Regions from separate parts of the Anas platyrhynchos genome. Here region 2 is linked to region 1. A link is a contact called in public Hi-C data. All regions are on one chromosome and are shown on one strand. The core of a region is the stretch at or near the end of the contact, and the rest is flanking DNA. Distances in the headings are between cores, read along the strand shown.

Evidence for each region. Hi-C and Micro-C count contacts between places; a contact is called where the count stands out from the background.
Region 2: a contact with region 1 is called in a Hi-C map of subcutaneous adipose tissue, with 2.9 times the contacts expected there. The contact joins two enhancer-like sites. A contact is called at or near these places in 3 of 8 Hi-C or Micro-C datasets (liver, skeletal muscle and subcutaneous adipose tissue).

Annotation. Positions count from the first base shown.
Region 1 is chr1:86,036,067-86,042,862 of IASCAAS_PekinDuck_T2T, forward strand. The region is part of intron 1 of LSAMP (limbic system associated membrane protein); the gene reads left to right. Among named protein-coding and RNA genes, the nearest start is that of LSAMP, 86 kb to the left of the region's middle. Within about 2 kb of position 3,170, at least 1 of the 8 cell types and tissues checked has an H3K27ac peak or open chromatin away from gene starts, as enhancers often do.
Region 2 is chr1:86,461,733-86,467,786 of IASCAAS_PekinDuck_T2T, forward strand. The region is part of intron 1 of LSAMP (limbic system associated membrane protein); the gene reads left to right. Among named protein-coding and RNA genes, the nearest start is that of GAP43, 430 kb to the right of the region's middle. Within about 2 kb of position 3,864, at least 1 of the 8 cell types and tissues checked has an H3K27ac peak or open chromatin away from gene starts, as enhancers often do.

The DNA of each region.
Region 1 (6,796 bases), core at 1,920-4,419:
GTGGGAGCTCTAGGTGCTGTCCTCAGCTCCCTTCTTGATTCACTGGGCAACCCTGCTTGTATCAGATTCCCTGCCTGGAGTCTCTGGAAATGGGTGTAACAACACCAACCGATCAAAGATCTTAACGCTTCACAAGCAAAAATACCAGGAAGGTGCCAAATAATATGGACCTTTATTTAAAGTTTAGGGTCAGGGTGGTTTATAACAAGGACTCTGTGCATTTACAAGCCTAAGCCATGTAAAGTGTACGCAGTGACAGAAAAAATGATTGTTAAAATGCCAGCATCTTACGGCCCAGATCTGACACTTCTGGAGCCTCGTCTGCTGTGATGCAAGATCCAGTCCGGGTTTCATGTGCCCATGTGGACATGTCTTGGAATAAAATACATAATGGATCAAGCTGCCATATTAAATTTAGCTGTTTGCTGTCACATCACCTGGTACACAGCCTGCTCCCTAAATCCCACACTAATCCAGTTGTCTATATCTCCTTTGGTATAAAAGCACATTAGCCTCAAAAGAAGCAGCAGAGCAAGCACGCCTGGTAAAAAGCAGTAATGAGGGGGTTAATATCAAGCTCCAGTCCTAACCTGATATAGCTTTTATGTGTTCTCAGGAATAGCACCTCGCCCTCAGTATATATCCTTGATGCTTTCCTGGGAAGATGATGATTTGCGATTTGTCTTTATCGTCTCTCACACCCATCTTCTTTCATTTGTTTATGGTAACCCCGATGTGTACTGTAGTTTTAGCAGTGTCGATAATGCACCTTTTACCTGGAGTGAGTTTAATGGGATTTGACAGCGACAGGGGATGAGAAAATTCTGTGATTCTATTATTCATCCCATTTCTGCAGCAGTCTGTGTAGATTGTGTGCTATTTGGAGAAAACATGTCTTGGAGGCTTCCTTTCCCCTCTCTTTCTCTATCTGCATCCATCGTTATAGCTTGCTCTCGTCAGCAGACCGTGGGTATCTCTTGTCATTAAAACCTTTTGTGGGAGAAGAGCGGAGAGAGGGACAGGAGGGAGAGCGCTCAGACGCCAAGCACAGCAGATCTGCATATTAAAGGACAGGCCTTATTGCAGCATGGTTATGAGCAACACTGCAAGTCCCCCTGATTTGTCACTCATGTAACTTGTGAGTTTACTGCGTCTGACGTATGGATCTGTGTCCTGAAAGCATGGCAAAGACCCATTAAAATTTCCACAGCATCTGTCTACTTCTGGGCATGGTTTTCTACTCTGTCCTTGTACTACCCCTTGCCAAGCTGCTGTTATGGGGCCCGTGCCTTTGATCTGTTTGAACTACATTCATTGCAGTCTTTTCCCGACCTTTGCTTCAATCCCTGGCTGTTGCTCTTCTTCCTGATCTCCGGGGCTCCTGCTCACACGCTGCTGGGCGTCACGGAAGGCGTCGGAGAGGCCAAGTCTCAGCATGGTGCTGGCCTCTTGGCTCTAACTCCATCATCAATGTGGTGCAGAAATATATAACCGATCCCTCCAGTTAGGAAAGGTAAAACACCCTCTCCAAAGTCCTTCCCGAAAAGGTTAAGAAATTAATTTTGGATGAACATCCTTGCCCTCTGAGCAAGTCTTTGTATTAATGATCTCATGACGGATTGCTCCTTAAACTGGCCCTAGCGCGGGTCAGGATAGAGTGAGAATATTCTCTATTTAATGAGGCAGAGATCAGAGCCTCTAATATTTCATCATTCGTGCACAGGGGAGGAAGGCAGTTATGAGCTTGGAGAGCTGATGGCAGAAGGGGCCCTCGCGAGCAGCTCTCTCGCTGCACAGCCCTTAGCCCCCAAGACCATACTGCTGTAGGTTTCCAGCCTCCTCTTGGAAAAACTAACCTTTATCATTAAGCTCATCTAAATGATTGAATGGAGTATTGGCAAAAGATCCAAGGCTAATAACCCTCGGGACAAAAAGACTTCTTTAGCCTTCAGACAGGTGAGGTACGAGGAGTGTCGGTGCAAGGGGTGTATGGACAAGCTACGGGGCATGTGGAGCGTTTAGCAAAGCTTTGTTCCACCCAGCAGCTTTTGCCTAGAAAGGGTGGGCAACCTGATACCCAGACGCTAGTAAATTAGAAAGCCAGCTTGCAGATCCAGTGGTTTACAAGTGTCTTAATTTATTAATGAGTGGAGGCCATCTCGGTGTGTGTAAATATAGATTTTAAATCAGTTGACATGATGTACGTAAACAATCAAACTTCGGGTGTAGTGCTGAGATGCTAATGTTAAATCCACCTCCGACTCGAGTGCTGCTTTCCAGTAGCTCTGTGCTCTCTGGGAAGCCGTGATATATAGTGCTGTGCAAATCACTGGTGCCCTTAAACTGCAGCTCTGAAATATTTACACATCCAAAGTGTGTGTGTAAATTGGGAGTATTGCAACGCTCCCATAGGGTGACAGAGATTTGTAAATTTTGTTTTCTGCACAGTCCTGCGTTTCCCTGCCGGTGACCGAGAGCTGGGACCCAAGAGCATAAATTCCCCGAATAATTCTTGTGGAACTTAAGGCGAGCTCGGCTCCTGCTCTTAGGTACTAGAAGCAAATCTTTGCGAGGTGTCACAGTTATGATTTGCCCTTTTGGAAGGAGCCGGTAGTGTCTTTAACAGCTCCTGGAGGCACACTAATAACCATGGAGGGTGCTTCTCCATGGCATTGAGTAAGGGCATCCTGCTGGCCATAAGACTAATGAAGGAAACAGAGCTGGAGAAAAGCAGGTGCTCAGTCCTTCCTAACTCATCAGGACTGACATGGAAACTACGAGCTAATACATGTAGAGCTGAGCTCTGCACGTTGCAAATATTCATCATTTTTCACTTATCTCCATCCGGCCAAAATACAAGCTGCCTCAAAAGACATGAGATCTGCAACCACCGATGCTCCGAGTTGCCATCAGTTCTTACAAACTACTCGAGGATGGGTGGGGTTGGTACCTCGGGAGAGGTCTGCTCTGATTTGGAGGTTCATGATGAGGTGCCCTTCCTTCCCTCCATCCATCCGCGGGTGAGCTCCTCAAACACCCATTTGCAACTCAAAATGCAGCCGCTAGATGTCTCTCGGCGCTGATTTGTATTGCCGAGCAGGGTTGAGCCTTGGCGAACAGGAGAAGGAAGCTGGAACTCAAACTGTGCACAGAGGTGAATTTGGTTTAGCCTTGTGTTATGCCCAGTCTGGCTGCTGCTGCTTTGGTTTCAGATTCCATGAAGAAAGTAGCCTCACGGTGTAGAGAGGGGAAAACCCCACCAGCAAGGTAGAAAGGAATAATTGTGGAGGTAATAACAGACCATTTTGGCTGAAAAACAAGAGAAGGTATCTCTACCACTTGTGGTCGTTACTGGATGATATATTTTGTATGAGAAACTTTGCCTTATTTCCTGATTTTAACCAGATTCCAATCTGGATAATTACGTTCTGCCTAATCTCATACTCGCTCAGTGCTTGCAATTCTTCTTCATTTGCTGCCTTAAACTATTGTTGCTTTTAAACAGCTGCTATGTTCCATCACAGAGAAAGCTGCACTTCAGGGAAGGGCAAGCACTTGTCAAATAATATTAATTCAATAATTTATATAGTGTTTTTTTCCCATATTTTGTAATAAATTATTCACCTCATATCATTTCGCATTATTCATCTGGTTAACTGAGGTAGCCTAACAATTTTCAAATGTATTTGTCAAAAAATTTGTTGAATTACTTTTGTCAGCTTTTTTCACAATAAAGGCTTTGACAAATAATCACAGTCCTTAGCTGCCTGGCCCCTGTGGTCAGTGAAGTGGTTTAGATAGATTGATGGTGAACAGTTTTGTAAAACAAAACAGGAAAGGGAAAAAAAAAAAAAGCACAAAGAGAACAGCCAAAGCCTATCTTTGAGATTTTGTATACTGCAAAATGTAAATTATATAAGTGTCAGATCTGTTTGTTAGCTGATCATTTCTTGGATGGCGGCGACTCTGAGGGTAGCAACTTGCTGCCTGAATTGGAGCACAGATGTTGGAGAAAACCTGGCTGGAAATGTGTGGCAGGAGCTATTTGCCGCAACCCACATTCCTGAGAGAGCTTGTGCGCCTCCAAAATATGCAGGCTTAAATTATCTATCTCTGCATTCACTACAGGATTACTGAAATGGTTGTCTCCGAGATTTCTTTAATCTTGGCCCACTTTGCATAAGATGAAGTCTGCTATAGGGTAAGAACGTGTGTGCAGGTGGGAGGCTTGGTATGGATTACACGCAAGTTTTAAATGGCAAAGTGGCCTCTATGCAGCCCCTGGAATACTTGAGCTGGATCAGCCAGGGATAGCGACAAAAGCAAGTTCTCCCCTCTCCCCTCCAGGCAGACAGCACAGCTACAGGAGAGCAAACCGAAAGGTATTGACATGGAAATTGAGATGATCTGGGCTGAAGGCACTGAGAGATCCGTTAACATCATATCAAGACTTATGGTGATGTTATTTGAAGAACTGTTTTTCCCAACCTACCCGAATATTTGTGAATTTGCTGTACCCTTTTTCAATCACTAATGGTGGCCCTTGATAACTGCAAGGCGGATGTGCACAATTCCCCGTCAAGTACTGTGTGACTACTGGGAGAAGGAGAGGACTGACCAAGAGTCTTTGGTACCGACCAAGGACAATAATGCATGTCCTACTCTGTGAGTTAGCGCTTATCTCCTTTTTAGCAGTTTCAGGGTTTGAAGGTGAAATGAAGGGTGGTCAGTGATGTGATGCTGAGCTCTGGGAGCCTTTGGTTCGACTGTTTTGCTACAGGTGACTCAGGACTGCCTCACTTTGTGCCTAGCGTTGTAACAGGAGTGAGTGCATATCAGCATATTACTGCTGATTTCCTATTTAGATACTGCAGACATTAGGACTGCAGAGGTACTCCGGCTATATGCTCAAAGTCTTTATGAAGCATTGATTGGCCAAGAAATGAAAAGCAGCAGGAAGCCACAGCTTTCTGACTTGGGGACGTGAAAGTCTTCCATACAGTTCATCTTGCGCTTTGCTGACATGATCTCACTTGCTAATGTTTTTTGCAGAGCATCCTATGTAACAACATAATTAGTGTAAATTACATTTTATTTTTAAATCATCCCCTTTCCTTCCTGAATTTTTCAAGTCTAAATGTCAACTTTTATGGTAAACAGCGGTATGCTGGCAGCGGCTGAACAGAAATACACTCGTGCAGGTGGAAACCTGCTGGGGAAGTTCTGAGGCTCTGAGTTGAACAGGAGCTCCTATGGGTGAGGTCAGTGTTCCTCTAAAGCCCTGCAACTTGTGCTTGCTTTTGTTTTTTTTTTCTTGCATCCCAAGCCATCCTGCCACATCGGGTATTAAAGGCTTCAAATTATGAGCAGTGCTGGGGGATTGCTAGCATATTCAGATTTTACAGATCAAAGGTAAATGATAATGTTAGAGTGCCAAAGCAGTTCAAACATGGTACAGTAAAAATCCCCCTTCCTTAATATGCCAGGAATTACTTTCCACGCAATACTTGCCTTTCTCCAAAAGATGAAATTCAAAGCAGCCAGAGCTCTGGGAAGTGATGCCATTAACTTTCCTCACCCATTATTTTTCATTTCTGGCCATTCAACTCTGCCTGGCTAACTCTAGATGGCATTAAGAATTCTAACATACTTTTCATTTTGCTTTTTCTTGTCATTATGGTAAGCTTTTTGAGAGCAGGCATGGCTTCCTTGTTGAACATAAGCACGTATCTGGCATCAGGACTTTGTTCTTGAGGGCCTCTTGTCAAGAAAAATAAATAAAATCATTTTGCCAGATAGGAAAGAGAAGATGGTGGCATTTTCGGGAAACTACACAAATTCCCAGTCCAGTTTTTGCAAAGCTAGGAGGATTCTGCAAAGTCCAGATGAAGCCAAAACACTTACCCACATGCCATGTAACCACAATAATAAGCTTGTAGATACTATTAGTTGTAACAGAACCTCATAGTATTCTTGAACACACGCGAAATGAGTCAGCCCATCTGCACTGCAGAGCGGGACTATCACTATTTCCGCTTTAAACATTGGAAAATTGAGACGTATATAATAGGAGGAGATTCACCAAATGTCGTAGGCTTCTGTAGTTCAGTCTCACATTTTCTGTTTCTCATTCATCTGTGCTGGTTAAAGTTTGCTCCTTACTTTTCTTCATGATACTGATCAAGGTGGAATGAAAGAAACAAGTTCCCAAAGCTAAGGGAAGTTGAGAAGACAATGCAGGACTTGGAAAGATGTAGACTCCAGAAATTGGATTCTGGGCATGCACTGCCAGGATGGAGGATTTTTATTTAATTTTATAGAAAAATGTTCGGGTTATTTTACACTGAGATGCAAAATCTCATTTGCAGCCAAGCCCCGGAGGGAGTAAAAGGAACTTGGAGAGCTCATAAAGACAAGTGTAATAGGATTAATAAGAAAAAGGCCTAAGACATAAGCCTTCATTGTACACATTTCTTGCTAAATTTTAGTATTGATGAAGGGTGAAATGCCAAGACTTAACCAAACACTCATCTCCTTGGGGCAGTAGCAGGAGAAGCGTTCACATGGGCTGCTTCTGCCACCATGTTAAGAGCGACCACGCGGGGATGCTACCTCTTGGGGTAAAGAGAGGATAGGGAAATGTGGAGGAAAGCAGGCCATGGGTGAAAGCAGCTCTTCCAGGATGACAAATACTTATCTGGAGTTTAATTTTAACTGTGTCCTGAGCTGTTTTCTGTACTCTTCTACCACCTGACCCTGGTAGGGAGGGAGTTTAAAGGCTTACACCAAAAAGCAG
Region 2 (6,054 bases), core at 2,614-5,113, 430 kb after region 1:
TTATAGGGTACTCTTCACAAATGGATACAATGTGAATTCAGAGCTAATCTGCTCCTCTGGAGGTACATAAAATTATCAAGCTTATACAAGAGCAAGCTAATTAGGAAGCAATCATCATCAACAACAGCTGTTCTTAGCTCACTGAAGGGCGGAGGCTTCCCCGACACTGTCCACTCATCCATTTCCTCTCCCCAGCTTTCCATGAGACAAAAGCATCTCCAGAGCTACTCCCGTGCAACAGTTCCTGCCAGTGGCCCCCAGCTCAGTGCAAGCAGGGAATTTGTTTCTGCAGTGTGTTATTGCCATCTCACTGAGGATGGAAACATATCTGGGTCAGGGTTGGAAAGGGAAGGATGGGCCATGTGTCCAAAAGTGTGTTGTAGTCCACCACCCCAAAAATGATGAGGGCAGACACACGTTGACCAGAACGTTTTGTTGTTGTGGTTTGATTTTTACATACATTTATATTAATAGAGTCATTCAGGTTGGAAAAGATGTCTATGATTAGATTACCTAGTCCAGCCTTTAACCTAGCACTGACGAGTCCACCACTCAACCATGCTAAGTTCTTCATCTACACACTTCTTGAAGGCTTTCAGGAATGGTGACTCAACCGCTTCCCTGGGCAGCCTGTTCCAATTCCTCACAATCCTTGAAGTAAAGAAATTTCTGGTAACATCCAACCTAAACCTCCCCTGGTGCTACTTGAGGCCATTTCCCCTCATCTTATCTCTTGGTGTTTGGGAGGAGAGCTTGACCCCTGCCTTGCTACAGCTCCTTTAAGGTAATTACAAAGTACAATAAGGTCTCCCCTGTGCTTTTTCTCCAAGCTAAATGACCTCAGCTCCTCATAAAACATAACAGGAAGCCAAGCTAGATGCCTGGTTCAAGTTGAGGTGCCTTCTGGTAGCAGGGTCTTTTGAGTTTTGTTGCGCAGATGAGGTGGAGAAGTACGAATTAGCTCTGGAAGGTCTGTGGAGAGAGAGAATAGACAGAGGTTTTCAGGATCACTGAACTCAACTCCCTCATGTTCCCTCAGTAAATGGAAGGGCCTTGCCAAAGGGCTGCGAAGCTCTGTATGGTGAGGCGATGAGATGTTGGCAACAGGGTTGGAGGCACATCCATTTGTTGAGAGAGGTGCCTGTGAAGGTGGTGGACTTCTCACAACAAGAAACAGCCAGTTGGTTAGCAAAGAGAAAGGCCAAAGAGACTGGTCAGGAGGCCTTCCCCGTTCCTGGCCTCCCCCTGCCTTCCACCTTGTTGGGAGAAGGTGGAAGCTCCATCACAACAGGGTACTGCCCGCTTCAGCTTCCCTCTGTAGGCCCCGATAAAAGTCACATCTGCAGAAGACACAGAGAGGTGTTACATTGCCATATTCAGCATGGTTTTCATCAAGCACGCGAGGAGATTCGGCTCTCCCACGGACCCACGAGTTGCAGGAGAGGAGACTAGGTTTGGGGAGAGGAAATATGGGTTTCAGAAGAGGAATTCAGGGTTGGCAAAGCCTGCGACAGCTTTATAGATTAAACCGCTGCCAGATGTTAATTGTTTTCTGTGTAGTTTTCAATTGATCTGTAATTTGACTGTAGATTTCAGGCTTTTATAATAAATTGTGTACAAAGCTAGCCACTTAAGGAGATAATAAAGACTCAAAGGCAGACAGAGCCATAAATTTGGACTTATCCAAGAGTAAGAGATGAGTTAGGGCCTCTTCGGCGGTGCTTTTTTCCTTCTCCTTCCTGCTTTTTTTGTGTAGAGGAGCACGAGGGACCTGGAGTTTCTGTGCTCTGGAGACAGGAGGGAAGCAGAAGGTCGAATCCCAGCCATGCTGCAGACACGTTCCTTACGGTGGGTGATGCCTCGGCACCCTTTTAACCTGGCAGATTAAAACTATGTGCTCTGATGGCCCAGGAGCCTTTTCACTGATCAGACGTCCTCTCCTCTGTCTTTGCTCATTTATGCACATCCACAGTCACTGGAGCGTGTGTCCATCCACTCTTCTGGCTTCTCGCTGCGACAGCTGTTGGCTTCGCTTCCCCTGGTGGAAGCCTGCTGGAAGGCAGTAACCTGCAGCCTTTGGGTTATGTGCGGTGTCTTGCAGTTAGTTTCAGAGGTGTTAAGGCTGCCTGTGTACAGATACTTCTCTCTCCATCTCTGGCAGCTCCTGGAAAGCTGCTTTTTTTTTATTTTTTTATTTTTTTCTCTCTGACAAAATGCTGTGAGTAAATCAGTGGCTTCTGCTGCGTTCTTGCAGGAAAACAAAGCGATATGTGGATTACACAGTGAGTGGTGTCAAGGGTGCACGCAGAACTACATGAACAGTGTGTGTCGTGTCAAACCTGCGAAGGGGAATATTGAACAGGGTCACAACTGGGCCGCCGTGAGTGAGCTCGGCTCCACTCCTGGGCTCAGCGCTGGTGTGAGAGCCCCGAGTATCAGCCGGCATTGTTCTGATGGCTTCAGCAAAGCTAAACTGATTTGCATCACCTGATTGCACGGCCCTTTCCCATCGGTTTTGTGAAGGCTGACAGTGCGATAACATAATTTGCAAAATGCTGAGGAGAGCCGCTGTGCCGCCGGACAGTTCAAGGGACTCTGCAGGAGGCGGGAGCCGTGAATATCCTGAAATGCTGGAAACAAAAAGTATCTCGTTTTTCTCATCCTTGCAGAGGGGGGCATCTCTGCAGCAAGCTCTGTGTGTGCATGCCTGTCTGCATAGCTTTCCTGCCCGGTGCCTGTAGCACCCTCTGAGCGCAGGATGCCAGCCAACCGCTGGCTCATAATTTGGTGTGGACTATCTGTCGCATGGGATTAGCTTTTCGGATGTGGTTTGCTCTGACAAGCTTTCCTTTTGAAGGCATAGAATTGAAGCTGAATGCATGCAAAGCAGTATCGAGCAGGGTGACAGGCTCTTTTGTGCGTGTACCTGGAGTTGTGCCTTTTACTCTGTGATGCTGAGTACGAAATCCCGAGGGAGATCGCCTTAGGAAAATGGATTTGGAGGTTCTCCCTTCAGGTGCATGAAAAGTCATAACATTGGACTTCTTCTCATCTGCTGCAGGTGCAACTGAGAAAACCGAGCAGCAAGAACAGTATTGAAGGCCTGATCTAGGGAGTGGTCAGGGCTGGGAGAGCCTAGTGTGGAACAGCATCCTTTACTTTATTCTTGCCTTCCTTTTTGTGGAAGTAGCAAGTTGCAGCAGAGGGATCTCTTACCTCTGATTTTCCTTTTTCTTTTTTTTTTTTTCCCCTTCTCTCTGTTGTGCTCCCTTGCTTAAGGGCACCGTGCCCTCCTCACCACGCTCAGCTATTTGAAGCTCGGTGAGTTCCCAGATGCAGAGCGGGCGCAGCCCTCCCTGCGAGGGAGCAATTGCCCTGGAGAGAGGGTCGGGCAGTTAGCTGGAGTGAAAAGGGGTGGCGCGTTGTTACTTCCTCCTGCCTCAGCAGGAAAATCCAAGAGAGAAATCAGACCTCGAGGACATCTCTCCTCCCACTTCGGAATCGCTCAGCCAGCTGGAGAGGAGCTTGAAATACGTCCAGTACCCATTCGGGGAGGCTCAGAGACGAGGCCCCTTCCCTGCGGCGGAGATGCCTCTTGCTCTCTAATCAGCTCTTCTCCCAGAGGCATCGCACAGGCTGTGCTGTCACTGGGCAGCTTGCCTTTCCCCACACCCTGCTTTAATTAAACAACCCAATCTTTGCAGCGACCCTACGCCGCGATGGCTGCTGCAGGACCTGCGGTGCCCGGACAGGCGTAATTACTCACTTCGGAGGCGCTGTGCTTGGCCGTCCAAGTGACAACCCCGTCATCCCCCTGCTTCACAGCTTCCAGCACCTTTTCTCCTGCGGTGCCAGGCCCAACCTCCAGCAGGTGGGACTTGCCCCGGGCTCTCCTGCCTGGCTTGAGGCACTAAGTCCTGCACGGGGCAGAAGGGGCAGCATCAGGGTTTGGCTCTCCCCTTGTCCGGGAGGCCTCGTATAAAGAAGTTGAACGGCTGGGCTGTGTGTCTGTATACACGTTAGTTTACTCTGCACCGTAGCTCAAGGGCATTTGAAGGACTCCCTGGAAAGTGGGAGAAAGAGAAGGGCCTTACAGGTGGGAGGAGGAGGAGCTGCCGTCCCTGCTGGCGCTGGAGATCCTCTGATCCTTGCTGGCTTCCTCCCCGCTTCCCCCCCGGCACGGGGGGGGGGAACGTGCCAGGGAGGGGGAAAAACTCGTCTCTTTAATCCGGAGAGTTGAAAAGGCGTAAATAAATAAATAAATAAGCCTGTTCCCTTAATATGCCAGGCTGAATCGCTGTGAAGGGAAAATGAAAGGGGGGAATGAGAAAATCATACAGTTTGTCCTGTGCAGTGAGGATGTGTCATCACACCCAGGCTTCTAGGTGGTAGGTTTGCACATGAAATGCCCTTATTTACTCTCCCACGCTTTGCTAAAGTGTTTGTATTCTGCAGAGTTGAAGCATTTTTTTTATTTTTTTTTTTTTTAAAAAAAAAAAAGAGTTTGCTTCTCCTGAGTGCTCTGTAGATGGCAGCGATGCGTCCTTCTCCAGGAACAGGAGCTGAGATGCTAAAGTGGAGTAATAATGCCATCTGCTGGCAACATCAGGTTTGTCTTTTGGTGGTTTTATTCTATCCTGAAAGCAGCAGAAGAGTTCAAACTGCTGCATCTCGGGTGTTTGTGCGGTGGAGTGTGTAAAGTAGGGATTCTAATTTGTGTTGGTTTGCTTGCATGTAGATGTCTCATGTAGAGTCCCTCCCCAGCTTTCCTGTAGCCCCCCTTCAGGTGCTGGCAGGCCACTGTAAGGTCTCCCAGGAGCTTTCTCTTCTCCAGGCTGGACAACCTCAACTCCCCCAGCCTGTCCTCACAGGAGAGGTGCTCCAGCCTGTGTGTGATCCGGTCCCAGCAGTGCTGACCTTCTTGGTGCACTGGTTGCAGAAGGTAAGAGAGGCTCGTCCCTGCTCTTCTCACTCCAGAAAAATAATGGCTTAGTCGATGTCCTTTCTCACAGTCTCCTGTAAGTCTTCTCTAATGCTGAAGAGGGAAGAGAGGTGAGGGCAGCAGCCAGCTTGGCACAGTTAGGAGTGAAACTCTGAGCTATCCTTGCACACTGGTACTCAAATAGCTCCAGGCCTTGCTCAGTGAAAGCTGAAAGCATCACAATCCCCTTTTCCTCTCTTCTTATGAGCTCTTTGCACTGACTATGGATGATTGCACTGGAGGGGCAGGTATTTGATCCTGGGCTGGAAATAAGTGGGGTCCATGAGGCACGTCAGGGTGCGTGCAGGCTCCTTCTTCAGAGCTTCAAAAATGATGGGAGGGAGAGGTGGAAGGATGAAGGGGAAGGATTGTTTACTTTCATTGCAAATGCTCTTTGTGAAGACCACCAGTGAAAAAGTGATGAAACTTTGCAGAGAAAGGCCTCTCAGCTTCCAGAGGGAATTTTTAGTGTAGGGAAGACAAGGAAACAACAAAGACTGAACCGTGTGCTGAAAACAAAAAGCAACATTTGTCTCTGCTCTTCCTCTCATGTTTTTCACTCTGCTTTTCACAGATGTTTTCCAATACTCTTAGTTTGTTGTTTGGTTTTGTTTTCTTTTGTTTCACATGCAAAATTTTCCCCCTTTCCCAGATACAGGATTTTTGCCTTCTGGCTGTTCCTCCTCAGCAGCCAGTGTGCCCATGTAGAGGCCACCACCACAGACTGGGAGACTGGGAGGGGAGGATGTAGAAAAGGAGCCAGAAGCACTGAGGAATGGCCACACTCAGCTTGAGCAGGGCAGGGCAGCGTGCGTGGAGCACCTGGAGCTGGTGAATCACGGCTGCAAGTGCCCAGACCCCATAGGTGAGAGCTTTCTGGTGGAGAGACAAAATCCCCTGCAGACAGGGAAAGATGGAACCACCATTTTAATGGCTTCTGGCGCTGAAGGACTGCGTCCTCTGCTTCTCCTCTTATTTCTGCCCACCAGTAGAGCTCCCAGTCCCAGTTCATGAGCAAATGCAGCCCTTTCCCATCCCCTGCGCTACCCACATGCTTCAGGCAGAGACACCGT